Linked DNA regions of Mus musculus: region 2 is linked to region 1. The links are chromatin contacts, called in public Hi-C maps. All regions are on one chromosome and are shown on one strand. The core of a region is the stretch at or near the end of the contact, and the rest is flanking DNA. Distances in the headings are between cores, read along the strand shown.

Region 1 (2,665 bases), core at 84-2,583:
ACACCTTTAATCCCAGCACTTGGGAGGCAGAGGCAGGCAGGTCTCTGTGAGTTTGAGGCCAACCTGGTCTACAGAGCTAGTTCCAGGACAGTCAAGGCTACATGGAGAAACACTGTCTCCAAAAATCTAAAAATAAAGGGGGTGGGGATAAGAAAGAGAGAGAGAGAGAGAGAGAGAGAGAGAGAGAGAGAGAGAGAGAGAGAGAGAACAAACAAAAGAAAGGAAGGAAGGAAGAACCTGATCGGTTTCTGGAATACAGAACAAGGCATAGCATCTGGAGAATACCCAGCACCAGTGAGCAGGGCTCAGCACCAGTGGGCGGGGCTCAGCACCAGTGGGCGGGGCTCAGCACCAGTGGGCGGGGCCCAGTGCTGGTGGGTGGGGCCTGGCTGTTAAGGGTTAGGTATCATTTGGAGAATCTGTCACTCTGAACCAGTCATATAGACCTGGGGATCCAGACAGCCAGCAGCTGCAGTCCCTCAGAGCCCAGAACTCCAAGAGAACTCTCTGAGGGTACAGGGACATGGCTCCACCCACAGCCCTGCTCTCTGCTCCCTGAGAACCACACCAGCCTGTCCCTCCCATTTCCTTTTTCTCTGTCCCTCAGACCCACCGCCCTGGTTACTGAGTGAACAGGGCCTACTGTGCCAGGGCCTCATTGAATGAATGTTACTCCTTCAGGCAGTGTCCCCAGCCTCCATCAAACGTCACCAGACCCCAGGAGCTAAGAAGACTCTGTAGGGCCCTCACAGGGTCTAGGCAGGTGTCACCACCAACAATATCCACCTTCATCAGAAGTCATTCTTCCCAGGTCCCTTATGGGGGGCCTTCCCTCCTGAAAACTCTTCCTTGGAACTCCCAAGAACTCTGCTGAGCCGCGTCGGCCTGAGCACTCCCAATTCCTTCTTCCCTCGTCCTTGATCTCCTGTTTTATCTATCTTTTATCTCGTTTGTCATCATCCACCTCATAGTGCAGAGCCCAGGAGGTAAGCAACCACTCAGATGCCTGTGGGACCCCGAGGCCTGGAGTCTAGCCCGGTGCCTACCTCTGCACATGGAGTTTGAGGTTTTCTTTCCTGGCCTTCTGGGCACGGCTGCCCTTGATTCCCTGTTCTGCCGGAGGAAAGGACTGAGGCCCGTGGCTGGGACCTATCGCTTACCTGTGTGACACACATCCATTCTGAAGCCCAGGGGAAAGGTGGCCCAGCTGCTTGCCTTGCCAGCTCAGCTGCTGCTCTGGTGGGTAGCCAAGAGGACCAGTCATGGCCCCTTCCTGCCTGCCCCGCCCAGACCCTGTGGGAGGAAGTCAGCCCTGGCCACAGGGGTCTGTGCGCAGGCTCCTGACACAGAGCGCACTTCCTAAAGGCAGTTGAGTTTCACCAGTTAGCTCAGACCCTGGCATCTGAGTACTTGGAAAGTGGGGAAGCAGAAGGAAGACAGAGCTAGGGCAGGGGAGTGGGGGTGGGTGGATAAAGACAAACAGACAGACAGACAGACAGGTGGATTATGGGCCCCCACAAGCTCAGTCACAGGGGAAGAAGGTCCTAACGATGGACCTTCTCTGGGGGGCGCGGGTCTTTACCCAGCAACCTCTTTAAATATAAGCCAAAAGATTTCCCAGCTTCTAGGGTCCTCTCTGAACTCCCCTGAATCAAATCTCATTGGAGAAAAGACAAGTCATTCAGGGATGGGGGAGGGGCTTTGCTTTTTTTTTTTTTTTTAAAGAAATGCCCCCCCCCCCCCCCACGTCTCACAAAGTGTCTAATTTCCCTCTCTCCCCGGGCCGCTAGGAAACTCACCATCAAATCTGTACAATCCTTCCATGTGACTTTGTGGCCAGATCCAGTTGTTTGACCCTCAGCATCTCCACTCAGGCAGGTGTCACCACCAACAGGGTGCATGTGACTTCGGGCTAGTCAACCTATTACACCGAGTCTCATTTGGCTTGCGTCCGAAGAGAGTATGCACACTCAACCTTGGGAATGTAGAAAGAGCAGTGTAAGATTCTTGGAATGTAGTAGGTGTTCAAAAAATGATTTTCCTTTAGGCTTTAACTGCCCCCCCCCCAGCTGCCCCATTGTTGACTGCTTTGTTTCTCAGGCCTTTTCTGGTGAGTTGGTTCAGATCCTGCAGAGAAAAAGGGATGGCTGACAGAAACTTCAGTCAGAGGAGCGCTTACTCTTTGGAATTCAGGGCACATCCTGGCTCACTGATCTGTTTCCAATCTATTTAGAAGTCCAGTGAGGGCAAGGTCACATTTGTGTCCTAGTCTCTCGTAAAATGTGAGGAGAAAGGAGTGTTCAAGTGAGGATGAACTAATGAATGAGTGAATGAATGAATACACCCAGGGAAGATAGGCATGTAGTTCCTTCCTTGAGTGATGCAGACATTTCCGGCCTGGAGGTATAGGCCTGTCATCCTGGCTTCTTGGGAGACTGAGGCAGGAGGATTAAAAATTCAAGCCTGATCCAGTGAAAACCTGTCTTAAAATAAGAAACAAGAAGAGGGTTGGGGACATAGCTCATGGGTAGAGAGCTTGTCTAGCATAGCCAAGGCCCTGCACATGCACACGCACACACAGAAGTGGGGTGTGCCCCCCCCCCCACCGCCTGGAGTCTGAGCTCAACCCTGTGTCTTTGACCCAAAGTCTAGCTGAGAGAGTGGT
Region 2 (2,665 bases), core at 100-2,599, 1.3 Mb before region 1:
TATTAGCTTTGAAGTTAAAGCCTGCATTTCCACCACACCCACGCATGCACGCACCACTTGCAGCTGGGCTGCCCACGGGACAGTGGCCTCCACCGACATCACAGGCACCAGGAGAAGGGACAAAAATCAGAATGTCACCCAAGGGAGTAGGCAGTATAACTTTCTTCTTATATGTAGGTTTAAAATACACTCACATCTCTCTCTTTCTTTTTTTTTTTCTTTTGTTTTTTTCGAGACAGGGTTTCTCTGTGTAGTCCTGGCTGTCCTGGAACTCACTTTGTAGGCTGGCCTTGAACTCAGAAATCCGACTGCCTCTGCCTCCCGAGTGCTGGGATTAAAGGCGTGCGCCACCACACCCGGCCACTCACATCTCTTGCCATTGGGCATGTATACATATGTGTATGTGTTCTGAATTAATATGTGCATGTCTGGGGGTCAGGAGAAGGCCTTGGATTCCCAGAAGCTGTAGTTATAGGTGGTTGTGAGCCATACCATGTGTTTGCTGGTAGCAGTTGGTCCTCTGTGGAAGGTGACAAAGGTTCTTAACTGCTGAGCCATCTCTCTCCAGTGCCAACCCCGCCCCCTATTATTTCTCTTTTTCTCTTAGCTGACTGGTGTGGTTCCGAGAAGTCTCCACAAGCATCCAGGCAATGGGTGTGTTAGGGGAATTTCTCTTTACCCTTTCCCTTTCCCAGCTCAGAGTGGCTACTTCTGGAAAGGTGGTTCACATTGCCTTAGAGAGTGGTCCCCTCTTCTCCCAGTATCCCCTGAGGTTGGGTTAAAACAGCACGGATATTCTAGGACATCTATCGAAAGTTCTCCATACATGGTCGTCCAAAGTCTGCTTCCATGGATTTCTCTTTAAAATTTGAAGCCCAGACCAGCCTAGCCCTGGATCAGCATGAAGACCCAAAGGCGAGTAACCCCAGACTGAGAAGTCTCAACAGGAAGAAATATGGGTGACGTGGAGAGGGGTACAGGGTGGCCAGTTTAGAAGCAGCTATAAGGTAACCGAAGCGGCTCAGAACAAGGACCCTCGAGGGGAGTGGGAGCTACGGAGTATCCTGGAGAATGTGAGAGAGGAATCGGGAGCTGGGGACCTAGAGGAGAGGCTCGGTATACAGCAAAATGGGGGCCACCAGGAAGAGACTGCAGTGAAAATTTTGGAGGAGCGGGGCCAGCGGTACCTGATCGGTGAATAGCATTTGCGATGGCTGCATCCCAGACAGAATGGTCCCATCCCAGCTCTGGGCCCCAGGCGCTGGGGTTGCATTTTCTGTGAGCAGGCTATGGAAGACCCCCAGAAGTGAAACTGACCTCCCGGGCCAAGTGAATGCAGGCCCCACCTTCTTCCTGCATCAGCTCCCGGAATGGGAGGGCTCTAGGCGATCAAGCCCAGAAGGCTCCTGCCCACCTCTTTGTCCCTTGGCTTGGCAGAGACCTGCTCCTCTGTACAGCGGCCCGCGGGGATCGCAAAGAGAAAGGGAAACTAACTGATGGTAGAGAGAAGCTGATGCCGACCGCGGTGAGGGTAGGACAGACGCCCCAAGGGTGGCCCCAGGCGTCTCCATCCAACCTGCCTAGACCATCCTGTGCCGAGCTTGCAGCCAAAGCTGCCAGTTGAACCAAGGGTTTGACTCTGTAGGTGTTAAGGAGTGGGGACCCTTACATTTTCTCCCTTCGGCTTAGGAGGGGAGGGGACAGCCTGGCTTCGCATTTCTAATTGTGGCTTGGATTTTGGCACCCTTCACCTCTAATTTCCCAACTGCCCCAGGTGTGGAGCTAGACTGAGATCAACGGGGAGCACAAAAATGGATCATTGATGGCTCCGAATCAGCCAGCAGCAGGTGGCCGAGCTGGTATCAGAGCCCGTCATCCAAGCTTGTTTCCCTGCAGATGAGGGAGACCGAAATGAGTTTACTGTTCTCACAGACCTGTGTCTCTCGAGGGCAGTAGCGTGGACCAGTCAAATGTAGCAAGTGCACGCTTCTGGTTATTGAGGTTCAGCTAGCGTTCTTTGGAGGAGTGAATGCACACGGAGTCAAGTAATCTTCCAGTGGTTTGGGATACACGTGTGCAGGTATACACGGTGCTCTCCACAGAGGCTCTGGGCACAGTAGCCAGTTCCTGTAGGGCGAGCGTGTCACAGCGCCCCCATCTGGTGGAAGGCTATCCTTATTTCTTTACAAAGCCAAACTTGTTGAACTTGGTGGGGGAGGGAGTGTGTGTAGTTTTCTACTGTCTTGGAAAACAAATGGACACAATATAACAGCACTAATGGGAAATAATACTTCAGTCGGAAGTAGACACATATAAAAAGAAAATATAACAAAAGTAGATCCAGAAAATGCACCAAACTCAGATCCAAAGGAGGACATAGTGCTAATAATACCAGCCCTGCAGCCAAGATATTCTGTCTCTTTCTTAATGTGGCCTTTGATGATTTATTTAACATCCTGAGTCTAATATTCTTCATCTATAAATGGGCATTTTAAAAAAGCTACCTTATTGGGATGCTGGCAAGATAAAATGTGGTTTATGTAAGAAACTTAGCAAGTGCCCAAACTGTTATAAGAAATGAATGAAAGAAATAGCGCCAGTCACTGTATTTATTTCTTTATTACATGTATTTGTATGAGTGTTTGTTTGCACCTATGTGTATATA

The links. A called contact is a pair of places that touch in the nucleus more often than the background predicts.
Region 2: a Hi-C map of B cells shows a contact between it and region 1, with 8 read pairs. The contact joins the promoter of Apobec3 here to the promoter of Cyth4 in region 1. A contact is called at or near these places in 1 of 39 promoter capture datasets (liver) and 1 of 484 Hi-C or Micro-C datasets (B cells).

Annotation. Positions count from the first base shown.
Region 1 is chr15:78,595,715-78,598,379 of GRCm38.p6, reverse strand. It overlaps Cyth4 (cytohesin 4), which reads right to left and starts at 1,333. Exons shown (of 13, transcript NM_028195.3): 1 at 1,161-1,333. The coding sequence starts at 1,179.
Region 2 is chr15:79,891,092-79,893,756 of GRCm38.p6, reverse strand. Apobec3 (apolipoprotein B mRNA editing enzyme, catalytic polypeptide 3) reads right to left here and starts at 1,349. Exons shown (of 8, transcript NM_030255.3): 1 at 1,188-1,349. The coding sequence starts at 1,240. D730005E14Rik (RIKEN cDNA D730005E14 gene) reads left to right here and starts at 619. Exons shown (of 1, transcript NR_030675.1): 1 at 619-2,665.